Linked DNA regions of Gossypium arboreum: region 2 is linked to region 1. A link is a contact called in public Hi-C data. All regions are on one chromosome and are shown on one strand. Each heading gives the region's core, a stretch centred on a gene start, on an enhancer-like site or on the middle of the called end of the contact. The rest is flanking DNA. Distances are from core to core; before and after follow the strand shown.

Region 1 (6,869 bases), core at 2,866-5,365:
AAGTTCGCCAGTGGTGACGAATAAGCTAATATTGGTCATAAGCAGGCGAGACGATTCCTTAAATTCTAATTATAAGTGTTTATTAATAAAGAGACTGCCAAAATCAAGGAAAGTTCACCAAGAACTATCTTATGTGGAAAGTCCGCCAATGACTGTCTTATATGGGAAGTCTGCCAAAGACAGTCAAATGATGAGATAGTCCATTGGGGACAAACTGTGGCTTGGAAGTCCGCCAATGACTGTCTTATGAATACAATTTCACAAGAAATGAGTAATTTTTTTTACAACTATCCGCTAAATCTTGTACTCAAAGTCCCCATAATGAGGATATATATATGGGCATCATGTTTCGAAACTAACTGTGTAATTGTCTACGTGAATAAGTCAGATTCTAAGAGAGGTAAGAATCCGCATACAAAAATATACAGGTGGCCATATGGGTTTTTCTTTGGAAAGATATATGCATAAGTTACACGAAGGTAGCTGTCTAGATAGTACGGTATATAGATATCAGGTTCAACGCGAAATGAAAGAAACCAAGTAAGAGTTCACCATATTGGTTAATCAACTGCAAGTACGCCAAAGTTAGTTAGAATTCTGCATAAATGTCTGCATGGTTATCTTTCTAATGAGTCAGACCAGTAAGGAAGAATATAAGTCTGAGATGAAGCTTGATGAAGTCATGTCTTAAAAAAAAGTTGTTAGAAAGCGTACGGTTGCATTCAAATTTGCCACGAATATATTTGCCAATGTGTTGTTCAAGAATAACTACGCCACTTTATTTGTGGAATCTTGTAATGAACTCAGGGAGTTTAAATACATTATATAATTCTTTATACCCGAAATTTCAAGTGTTATTTAGAAATATTGTTGTATGGATTCTCACTAAGATCATTCGAACTTATGAGTGGATGTTGCCTTGACTATAAGATCTTAGGCTGATATAGGAGATTGTGAGAATGGACCAAGCCAGACCTCGGGAATCCTAGTCGAAGCCATTGATGCAGTATCAAGCATACAGAGGGGGCTCTTTGAGGCTATGCCTCGGGGTTAAAATAAGTATAGTTAAGTAGAAATCAAGTTCGGGATTCATATTATATATATTTAGTAAAGCGAAATATTTGTAAGAACTTTAATCTACTTATTTGGTTATTCGAGAAATAATAAGTTTTATTTAATGTTTATTTATAGAATGTGTTTGATAGTTAAATATTTGAAAATAAAGTTGTATAAGTGCGAAATTTTAATAAATTGAGTAAGATTGAAGATTAGAAATATAGTTAACTGAATCAGTTTGATTGTGGCATTCGAAATCTGAACCCGACAATTGGGGCAAGTAAAGGGTGTTACAAAAAAAATTATTAGTCCTAAAGTATCATATATTAGTACAATAGGAACAATTTTGTATCTGATAAATTGCTATAGACCATATACAGCATTTGTAGCCCATTTACTTGTAAGGTTTTAATTCTACATGAGCATGAAAGCATTGGAATTATGTGAAACATGTTATTCATTATCTCAATAGCACATTTGATACAATATTATTTTTCCCAAATGGAGTAAAGTTAGACTTGATGGGATATGCTAATGCATGATATCTTAAAGTTAGAATTGATGGGATATGCTAATGCATGATATCTTTCAAATCCTGATAAAGCTTAATCTTACACCAACTACATTTTTACATGTAGTGAAAGTGAATTGTTAGTGGGAAATGAAGTGAAACCATTTGTGAAATGCATGCTGCATTATCTTTATGAAGCATATTGTGAATGTGTATTATTAAGTTGTATGATTCAACATATTAGAAAAGCATGTGGATTGTTTGTGGAAAATGGCAAGTAAACAATATTGTGTTAGGATAATGCAACATGTATTTCACAAATTAAAGGTGACTATATAAAAGGTGATAGGACCAAACATATCTCTCCAAATTTTTTCTACACGCATGAACTTTTTTAAAAAGGTGACATTAATATTTGTAAAATTCGCTCAAATGATAATTCGCTCGATCTATTTGTAAACTTCGAATTTCGATTTTTAAAAACATTGTGATTGGTTACATATAATGGGATTTTTATTTATTTATGAATATTGTACTCTTTCTCTTCGCTGAGATTTTATCCCGATTTTTCTTAACAAAGTTTTAACGAGACATATTTATAAAAAATAATCCTCTATTAAAAAGTGTTATATTATATGCACTTAGCATGTTGAAAAGTGTTATAATTCTCTATTGAAAAGTTCAAAAAATTATTGATGATTTTTAAGGTTTATTTTTCTCAAAAACCCTTTTTTTCTCTTAAGAAATCATTTTAAAATGTAATAAATTAATTTTAAAGCTCTTGAGTCAGTTAAAGCTCTTAAGCAGCAAAACTGAAAAAAGAGAGTAATAAATTAAGTTTAAAATTAGTAAATTTAAATTTTTTAAAAATTAATCTCACAAAAATAAGACTTAAACAAAGAATTTTGCTAGCTCATAAAGAAACAAAATCTTATCATATCTATCTTGAAGAAATAATGAAATGGGTGGAATAACTATTTACTCTATCAATATACAGTTTAAAGATAAGGATAGTATAAATAAAACTTGTTCACTAGTTAATAAGATTTTAAATACTCATTAATTAATTTTACTTAAATTTAATTTTAAAGTCAATGAAACTTTGGCTTAATGCTAAGTTGAGGCCTTTGAATTTTAAAGATTTCAAGTTTAGGTTTTAACTTATGTAAAGTGTGGATACGCTATAAAATGCAAATTTATTCCGGTTATCAGTTAAATTATGTTATAAAATGGTCGATTTTGATTATATAAGGTTGGGCCGCTACCACGGGAATTGCTTTTGCTTTTTTTTTTCCTCCAGCTACTAAGATGTTTCAGTTCGCCAGGTTGTCTCTTATCTGCCCATGGATTCAGCGGCAGTTCGAAAGGTTGACCTATTCGAGAATCTCTGGATCTATGCTTACCATGCCCTTTCCTCATCTCTAGGTGCCTAGGTATCCATCGTAATCCTTTCCTCGTTTGAACCTCGTCCTTAACTTTACTTTAGTTTAAGGCTATGCCATCCTAAGGTGCTGCTAAATGAAACGGAAGGATCTTATCAACGTCCATAAATGATTAATCATAGATCGAACTAACTACTGAATTAGAAAAATTGGGTATTATCATATAGCTTTATTTCGATTAAATTCACGAATTGAAGTTAAGCAGATTCGAACTAATGATATCCGCCACAGGGTAAACTACTACATCTCAAGTCCCCGACTGATTCTATCATAGAAGCCAACAAAAATTTTAGACTCTACAATTAGTATTGAAACGATAACACATACTCTTTTAAAGTATAGTATTTAAACTTGAAATAAATATTTTCATTAACAACATATCACATACTAACCCTAATATAAAATATTTTAATTTTTAAAGTGGTAAGATAAGTTGTTAAAAGCCTAATGGACTTGACCAAACTTTAGACTAAAAGCTTCAACAATTAATCAGATTTAATCTTGACCTAACTTGTGAAAAAATAAGATAAATTCTAAAAAGATTACATTATGATTATGAAAAGGAAATGCATAGATACCAACTAATTTTGAAAAGAAAGGATTCCTTCTTGAGGTTATTTGTGGATTTTTTTACGAACACCATTGAATGAAATTAACAACTCAAATAAAGGATTAATTATGACATAAAATTCTTTTAAATTAAGTTAGAAATTACTAGAGGAATTTAGTAGGTGTCATTTCACAACCAACAAAAAGATTTTTCATTTATTTTTCTCTTTAATATTACCCAAAATCAAAGGCAAGTGGGGGGGGGGGGGATTGGGATTACCTCATTACTTAAAAGAATATATTAAAATTGGAAGCAACAAAAATAATAAGAGAATATATTTAAGGTAAATATTACCCTAAAAGGAAAGGTTCTAACATGGGATTGCATGAAAAAAAATAATGAAAGGGGAAAGAAAGATTCTAAGTGCTCTTAAATCAAATCATTGTACTGTGTTTTTTTATCTCTTTTCCAAAATAAGGTAAAATGGACGGCCTTGATTTCTCCATCATGGTATTTTTCTCCTTTTGGGTGATGGTGTTGTGACGGTTGACAAGACCTCTTCTCTGTCTCCGTTAAGGTTTCTCTTCTTATTTTCTCTCCACAAAATTGGTAGTTGGCCTTTCCTTTTATCCTATAAAAATTATTAAAATATCGTTTGTGGGAAAACCAAGTTGTCAATAATTTAGTATTTTAATATATTTTATATCATGGGTGGGGATTTGATCTTGGAATTTCTTTTATAAAGTAATGGCCTATTTTAAAAATAGTTTGTGATGTATAGTTAAATAAAAAATTATGGGGTGTTTGGTAAATAAAATTTTATTTTTATTTTTAATTGATTCGGATATAAATAGAAGATTGGGTAGTGAAATCTTTTAATTACAGTGTTTAATGAATAAAAGTTTATAAGAACTTATTCAGCTAAAACCTCTAAAACAAAAAACGCAAGGATGAATAACTTTTTTTTATAGCTGATTGAGAATGAAATATGTGGAATCACATATCTAACTATACTTATTCAAAAATTACTCCCTTTGCCATGTACTCTCAAACCTAATGAAATACGTATGTATTTCCTGAATATTTATAAACTCTTAATTTATTTTCAATTTACTTGTGTAAAATGATTTCTTATATTACTTGACAAATTTATTCGAGTATGACATGATTATTACTAATTACATACTAAGAACAAGATATAATTATCACTAAGAATATAGTTTACAATTACATTGATATACTATTAATATTTATCAATTTCCACGAGGTTAATATTTGCAAAGAAAGAATTTAAGAAATTTGTTTATTTGAATTTTTAAAAATATTCACTAATTAATTTCCATAATGGATGTTTTAAGTCCTTGGTAATAGTGTTTTATTTCAATAATTTCACCCAATAAAAACCAAAGTATTATAAACAAATAAATACTATCAGTTAAGTTTTCCACATATCAACTTTCAACTATCAATTAAATTTTACTAAACGCTTTTAAATAAATAGTTTAATATAATCAGTTGATCAAACCAACCACTGCAATCAGCAATCAACTATCAGCCAATTGCCAAACAGGGCCTATGTGTGTTTTGGTTATATCAAAAAGTTAATTGTTTGTCAACATCATTATATTATAACTTAATTCGCATCTCCAAAAGGGTATTTTATTCATTTTACAATTAAATTAGTCTTCTATTAATCTATGGCATCAACTCAATAAAAACACTTAAAATGTGTATAAATTATCGTATTTAATTAGAACCAAATTTAAATTTTTTAGAATTTTTTATTTTCAGATAATAAAATAAATCGAATATTAAGATAGAATTAAATACTAAATAATCATATTTTTTATTATGTTAATTTACTAATTATTTTAAATATAACTTAATACTATCTCGATGATGTAAGAGATGATTTTTATAATAAAATATAATTAATAGAAAAAAATCTTCTTCCATAGATTGTTCTAGCCTTTATAACTTACCAACCAATGGTTGGACCGCTTGAAAAAAAGTTGCATAAAATTATGGTGGTGGGGTAACCTAAATTATTCCCAACTGCCCACCAATTTATTTGAATTAGTTTTTATAAAGTTTTGTTCCTTAATTAACCTATTAATCCTCTTATTTATTTCTTATGCATTAATTTTAAGGAATCTTATATCTTGATTGTATCGGTAAAACTTTGAGGTTTTAGGTTTGAGTTTTATTATTCTATTTAAACTGTGTTTGTAATGATTATTTATATTTAAAAATATTAGTATCGTGCCGATTGAGTTTTAACTCGATTGACATTAGCATTGTTGTTAATGTAGGAAGACGTGGGATTGAATGTGCTGAAATGCATTACCTTCCTATTTAAAGGGTTAGAGAGAGGTTGTGGTGGTTTTTATAAAAAAGAGCATAGATGATAAAGAACCTAAATTTATATTTCATTGTCCTTACATAAAAAATTTTAGAGTAAATTATACAGATGGGGTCATCCAACTATGCTCACATTCCTGTTTTGATCATCTAACTTTAAAAAAATTCAATTTTGGCTCTAACGTTTGTATTCGTTCTTGATCTGATCACTTGTTCTTAAGTTGATAATGTAAATAATGATGTGACTTTTTTCATACTGGTAGAATAACACATTTAGTCATCAATACTTACATATTCTATTAATTCGATCCTAATTTTTAATAATTGAATAAATTTAACCTTTCACATTTACAATTCTATTAATTTAGATCTCAAGATTTAATTGAATTAGAGCTTGAGATCAAATTAGGTTTTGGTTATTCAAATTTTTAATTAATCTAACTTACTAAATAATGAAAATTTTCAAAGATGATATAATGATCTTACCCAACAACTAAATCAAAGTATTTCTAAATACAAGTTGATACAACCGAAATAATGCGAGAACTAACTTCTCTAGCTCAACATACCTATGTAACTTTACATTTTGATTTTGAGTTTTCTTAAAGGTATAAAGATAAACAAGGAGTGAACTCGTGTGTTGGCTTAAAAATTAGGGTATTGTCCATCTCAGATGTAGTTTGGGTTCAAGTCACACTAGTCACATTGCTGTTAGGGCTTTGTCCTCTTTTTATAATTCACCAAAAGAAAAAAGATAAGAAATAAATGAGGAAGCATACAAAATATACATCTTTTATGTTTTTTTTTAATTATTTCTTTAGTTGATGAAAGTAAGTAAATATATACCTATTCTTTTAAATCTAGATTTTTCCCAAGGACTCAACAGCCAGAGACATATTTGACTGATATTTCTTGCTTTGCCCAAGTGTTCCCATTGAAGTGTTTACCA
Region 2 (6,869 bases), core at 2,722-5,221, 43 kb before region 1:
AAGTTTCACCTAAAAGGTGTCACGAAGATATATAAAATTCCATAAAATCCAAGTTAATTCCTAGTGAACATTGAATAAGTATGCAAAGTTTCATTTTAAGCAGCGCTGAGAAACAGACCGCCAAGAAGAAGTTAGATTCCTGGCCTTTCTGTCCAACTGAAGATTTTCGAGGGCAGCTGAAGCTCGAATCACGTCTTCTGGGAGGTCATCATCATATCTCCAATTATACTCTTCTTTCCTGTAACCAGACATGGAGGAGCCTGCTCTCCTATCTATTTGCCGAACTTATCAGATGATGGAAACAACAATTAAGAAGATATGCAATTGTTAAAATAATATATAAGATAATCACTTACCAGATGACTGCGAGGCAGGGACTGGCCTGTCATAAAAATATGCTAAAACTAGTCAGCTTTTAGGAGTATTGCAAAGCAAAATGGGAAACAATAAAGATGAAGAAGCGGGGGATAAGGCATTAGTCCAGCACCTTCCCAATGGAGGCAAGCCCCCAGCAACAGTAGATGATGAGGGTCTTCTTGTGTTACGAGACTCTGAACTAGACGAGGACTCAATTTCTTGTGATCTCCTTCCACTTCCTCTTGCTTGGGTTAAGTTCTGACAAAATGTGATTGGTAGCCATGAGCATATTTTCCACGCGTATAAATTATTATAACCATTTAAAATAGAAAAGATGTCATCATGATGTGGAATAACATTGGAGATATCTAACTTAACAAACACAAACCGAAAAAATTGATGGTAAGAGTCGAAACTCAACTTCTGAACATGTCAAACATCCTGGTAAAGCAGAAACTACATGCCTACATTACAATAAAATGAATAGTTCTTAACAAAGCTTCGTATTCACAACCTTGAAAAGAAACCCTCAAACCCCAAGTGCTAGGATAATCCTGATTGATATTGATCTTGGCTTCACACATCCAAGTCCTCCTGTTGTTAAAGGGTATAAAGACCCTTACTGTACTCATCACACTCAAACTACCGTTAATATATTTTTGTTGTTAGATTATGCATCAAAGATCATGTTCTATGCCAAAGATATATAGCAACACAGAACCATAGGTTTCACTATTTTCCTTTAACATCGATGCATTCCGCAAACTTGATTTACAATTGATTTTTTCATGTTGCCCCATTCCAAACAAAAGAAAGATTTGCTAATTTCTTTTTCCTTTTAATTGAGAACCATTACAGAAAAAACACCCAAAATCTGTTTCTGCACCCAATTTACAGTATAACCCAGATCCTTCTCCACACGGTATTTGACACCCATCCCTTTAGCTCATTCCAGGATATTCAGGCAAAGACTCATCTTATCACATCGGGTATCTTAAAACGATGTCAAACCAGAAAAGAAGCAAGGTGATATGACAAGAATCAAACAACGGCAAAGCTAAAGCTTAGCCTAAAAGAATTATCATCATTCCCAATGCATTAAATAAGATTCCAAATAACACTTATCACAGCTAAAAAGCACACAAAAAGGGCATACGAACTTCAGACAGAAAGACTAAAATGACTCAAACTTCACAAGTCAAAAGACCTCCAGTAGCATGAAAATATATACACCAGTGATAAACTAACCTCAAACTTCAAGAAGCAATCAAGAACATCCATAAGGACAGGATTATCTCCATTTCTGTTAAGGTCATAACCATTTTTGACACTAAAGTCTTTCAACTCAGCTTTCCAGGAGTCTTTTTGCTACATTTAAAAGAAGAACAAATATCCGTATGATTAGCATGTAAGCTTCAAAGAAATAAAACCAATAAAGTGATCAACCATAAAGCAATGATCAGGACCGTGATATATTGAAAATTACTTGATTACCAAATTGCATTCTGGCTGGTAAACTTTTAGAGTGTGGTTTAGTTGCGCCCAGTCTAAGTACTCACACACTAGTGCAGTTAACAATCTTCCTGCATTTGGAAATTCAAGGTACACATTATTAAGGAGATCACAAAATGCAGATTTAAGAAGATTTTGGAGACATGACAAAGCAACATGAGCATGAGTTCACAATTTACAAATGGAATAGTTAAAGACTATACTCGAGGTACGCCGATGACATATCAAATTGGATATAGACTTTAAAGTTACTGATGCAACCAAAAAAGTTAACAACCAAATAAAGGGAAGGGAGGACTCCTAGACATGTAGTAAGGAAGAAAAAAAGAACAAATAATAGATGCTAGCTTAATCTCTCTCTTTTTTTTTTTAAATAAAAGAGGGCCAGCAGAAAAAGCATGTTGTTCAATAACTTCATGTAATGATATATAGCGAGGCTAAAAGTACTATACTGACCAGAAGGAGAAGCATGAAGTCGTTTAGCACGATCATTGCAACTTCCCAATAATGCAGGAGGTAAACTCTCCTCTTTTTCAATTACTCGATCTTCCTCTTCTATTGCCTCAAAGACACTTGCCCTTAGTTCAGCCTAGGAGTGACATAAATGGGAAAAGAACAAGTTATTCGAGTGCCTGATCATTGGAAACGGAAATACCAAGTACATTAACATTAAAAGAAAGAAAAAGAAAAGAAGAAACAGAAAACCATAAGGAAAAACAGCTTTATTAATCTGCACACTTCACAAGCAACAATCATTCAAGATAATAACACCATCAATATACTTCAGCTCATATAGTCTTACCACTATCACATACAGGATACGTTAATGCCTTCGTTAGATTTGCACTTCTTATGCCCCTTGCCTCCCATCCAAAACACCCCTTTCCCCAGGACCAAATTAAAAAAAAAAAATCCCCAGTCTCCAAACATATTTTCCCCCATGTCTAGAAGACCTAAACAGAGGCAGACAAGGAAAATTATTTTCAGGCACTCCTGTTCAAATCCGAGAATGAATTCAACATGCATTATTAACTAGGCTCAACATTTTGCAAAATCAGGGTATGGAAACAGCTCACTTACAAATTTGTAAGTTCTGAAACAAATGTGTACAATTGGTAGTAGATACTAATCTAGCATCCTGCCCCTATTCAATCACTCAAAATGAACCATACCCTTTTCCTTGGCAAGTAAATGGTGCACAAATCCCAAATTTAGCTTCCCCTCCAAAAACTCCACTACTTTTCTAGGATCCAACAAATCCCCAGCCAAAATGCTGGACGCAAATTAAGAAGTTCTTTCTCTAGCTTCTAATGCAAAAAAAATTATCCATAATTTTCCTGAAATTAAAGGGCATACTAATGAAACTTAACTAAATCCCTTGAAAAAAGCCACTGAAAATTAAAACTTTCCAGCTTACAATTCAATAAAATTAACAGCAAACCAGCTTCTCAAACAAGCCCAGTGAGAAATATTCAAACTTTCCAGTATACCAAAATGCCACCTAAATACTTTCTTCAACATTTCCAATTATCTAATTTCACCCCCAAAAAATTCACACCTAAATGTTTTCAGAACATGAAATTTTAACATTCGGGTCCCAAATTTACACCAAAAGATCCACAAACACAATTTTACCCCATTCAATTATTCGTAAAAGTAACAAATTTGAAACAAAATATTCAAAAACAAATCCTAGGTTTCTACCATTAACACGAGATCCAACGCCAAAAGAGGATCTTTTTACTCAATTTTAACTTAACAAAGCCCAAGTCATCAGCAGAGTTTCGTTTTTCATCATCCATTCTCGAGAACCAAACATGAAATTCCGATAAAAAAAGCGCTAAAATAGAAAAAATTATTTCTTACCCGGATCTTAGCTAGAACCCCTTTCTTCTCTAGGGTTCGAGTAACCAGGGTTTTCAAATCCATCATCTCTCTCGTGTAATCATCCATGGTATTGTTTGTTTCCCTAGAAAATTAAGGGAAAAAAAACCTCCTACTTTTTTAGTTATTCTTAAATGTCTGGAAAAAAAGAAAAGAAGTTGGGTGCTGCCAGAGATGGAAGCAACACAAATTAATAAAAACAAACAAAAAACCAAAATAAATTCTGGTGAATGTGGGATCCAGTGGACGGTAAGGTGTGATCTTGGCCGTTCATTTTCTTGATCTAGTCCTCTAATAGATTATTCACACTTACTAGGGTCGTTAAAATCCAATTTTAAAAACAATTGTTTGAAATTTGATATAAAAATCTATTTATCCTATTGTTTGCAATATATATATTCACTTAAATAAAATGCATATTGTTAGAATCGAGAACTGGTTGATATATCAATTCGAATAAAAAATTAAATCAATTTTGAATTGATTTTTGAGTGAATTGACTAAATATGATTAGAATAGATCGAGAATTGATTGTTATATCAATTTGAATTAAAAGTTAAATTGATTTTTGAGTGAATTATTTAAATTGGATTAGAAAAATCAATTGAATTTTTTTTATTTTTATGAATTTTTAATAATTTATTTAATTAAAATTGCAATAGCTAGTTAAACCGATTGAAACAAAAATTGATGATACGACTAGTTCAATGGTCCAGTTTGAAAAAAGTATAATACCCTTGTAGATTTATTTATGGCTTTAACTCTATTACAAGCCCTTAAACTTTTAAAAAGAATCAATTAAGTCTCTTCTAACTTTTCGCATCCAATTGAGCAAGTGAACTAACAAGACTAGCCTAATAGGCCCTTTGATTGATGTTGACCGTTAGTATTTAATGGCAACACTGACATGGTTGTTAACAGATGCCATGTTAGTAAAAATAAAAATTTCAAAAAATAAAAAGGAAGTTTAAAATAAGTACAAATGAATTTGGACAAAGTTGTCGAGGTTTATTTGAATCTAGACATTCATATGTCTAGATACATTTTGGAATTATAAAATAAATTTAAAAACATTAAAATTATAAAAAGATTAAAATTTATAAAAACTATTAGAAATTAATTAAAAATCACAAAATTTTATATGTAACACCCATCACCCGTCTTGACATACAATTTGAATGGGAGATGCTATCGAAATATTTTTGTGACAAAAATCTCATGTTATTTAAGAAATTAAACTTTAAATAAATTTTATAAAATCCTAGAAAATAGATAAATTCAATTGTATAACCTTAAAATCATGATAAATCTAATTAGAATTGATTTGTAAGAGTTCAGAGGCATCTAGGATCATATGTGAGCCTTAGAGGACTTAAAATCACCAAAACAGTGTAATGGGCAAACTAAGGGAAAATTATAAGTACATCTAGATATATACAAGTGCTTCTAAGGGGAGGTGCATCCATACAAGTCTCTGTTACTATAGGAGTTCAAAGGTGTCCGGGATTATATACAAGCTTTGAAAGGCTCAAAATCACCAAAATAGTGTAGTGGGCAAATTAAGGGAGAAGTACAGTTACATCTAAAGATATGTTAGCACCATTAAGTTTCATTACTTAATGTACGGTTTTGTTTGTTACCATGCGTAGGCTAAAAGTTTCTTTGGAAGTTGATTCGAGAGTGTCCGCTGCATCTAGGAGTCAAATCTCAGCTTGTCTTGTTTCAATAATGATTCTTTTATGTTTTTCATAATAAACGCCATGTACCTAGGTGTCTAGGATGCTTCATGTATCTGGCATTTGAAGCTTTGAGGTTTTTGAATGGTTTCGTATTTTGGTATTGCTTTATTACTTAATTGGTTATTTGGTTATTTTTGGGTAAATTTTGATTCATATATTTCAATGTAGCATGCATGGTTACTAATGGATATTTACTTGACACCTGATATTTTGGATGAATTACTTTTTACGCATGGTGATTGCATATTGTGACTGGTATATATATTATGCTAAAATGTGCGAGGAGGTTTGGTTGCATGTTGCATAGAGGAAATCTTTTGGTGCATTTTGGTATGCTAATTTTTGCACCTCTATTCTATTATCTTGAGATATCAAGAACATGTCTCGTGATGTCATGAGACATCAAGAATATTTTTGTGCATGTTTGGGTAAAAGTCTCGAGGGTATCATGTTTGTCTCGAGACATTAAGTGCCTAGTCTCGAGATATGGTGGCTTTGTCTTGAGACATTAAAACATCGAAGTAAAATTAAGTGAAAATAGGTCTAGGGTCTCGAGACAAGTGGCATTGTCTTGAGAGATAGGGATCATTGTCTCGAGACATGACGATATTTGTCTCGAGACAACAAACTCTAAAATTGAAATAGTTAAACAAAGGAAGAATATCTCGAAACATGGCTTTACTGTCTTAAGACACTACAGCACAACATGACTTTTCAGCTCAAGATTCACAACCTAGCCCTATTTTTTTGTAGCTTTGGCCCTCAAACTTTTGTATGTGGGCTCCATTGATCATGTTTACATGCATTTACATTTACTTATTTATTTATAATAGATTTCGCTACTTGAATGTTTGTTTGTTTGAGTTTCTCCAACAATGAATGTGATGTCCTGCATTCAAATTTATTGTCCGAGTTGGGTGTAAGATGTTACATAACAATTGTTAACTCACGCAAAAATTGAAATTAGAAAACCACTAGAACTAAGAAGTCAAATTATGAAAAATCATGAAAGATTTAAAAAAATGGGGTAATTATAGAACTATAAGTTAAAGCGCATTTTATTAGCAAGAAGATCACAATTGGAACCACCCTAGTTATGTATTGGACATAAATTATATGAACTAATCTCCTTAAAGTGGCTTGAGTACAAATGATGTACTAAAAAAAATTAGGAATAAAGTTTCCTTAATATATGACTTAAGTGAACTCTTGAATAAAATTTCTAAAAGGCTCCAACTACTAATAGTTAAGAAAAGTTAGAATATTTCATAAGTGCTTACTAAGCTCTCGAGCTTACCGCATTGACGGTTTAAACACATAGATGAATTTTTTTTTGAGAAGACTGAAATTGTGACTTGAAGGTATCACATCACTACT

Evidence for each region. A called contact is a pair of places that touch in the nucleus more often than the background predicts.
Region 2: a contact with region 1 is called in a Hi-C map of leaf, with 2.4 times the contacts expected there. The contact joins the promoter of LOC108486931 here to the enhancer-like site in region 1. A contact is called at or near these places in 2 of 5 Hi-C or Micro-C datasets (both in leaf).

What each region holds. Positions count from the first base shown.
Region 1 is chr10:123,226,632-123,233,500 of ASM2569848v2, reverse strand. No RefSeq gene overlaps it. Among protein-coding and RNA genes, the nearest start is that of LOC128281470, 4.8 kb to the left of the region's middle. Within about 2 kb of position 4,115, at least 1 of the 2 cell types and tissues checked has an H3K27ac peak or open chromatin away from gene starts, as enhancers often do. A contact at or near this core is called in leaf, where this site is marked.
Region 2 is chr10:123,269,660-123,276,528 of ASM2569848v2, reverse strand. It overlaps LOC108486931 (protein TONNEAU 1b-like), which reads right to left and starts at 3,971. Exons shown (of 8, transcript XM_017791100.2): 1 at 3,736-3,971; 2 at 2,326-2,458; 3 at 1,852-1,940; 4 at 1,606-1,725; 5 at 488-615; 6 at 357-382; 7 at 119-272. The coding sequence starts at 3,822.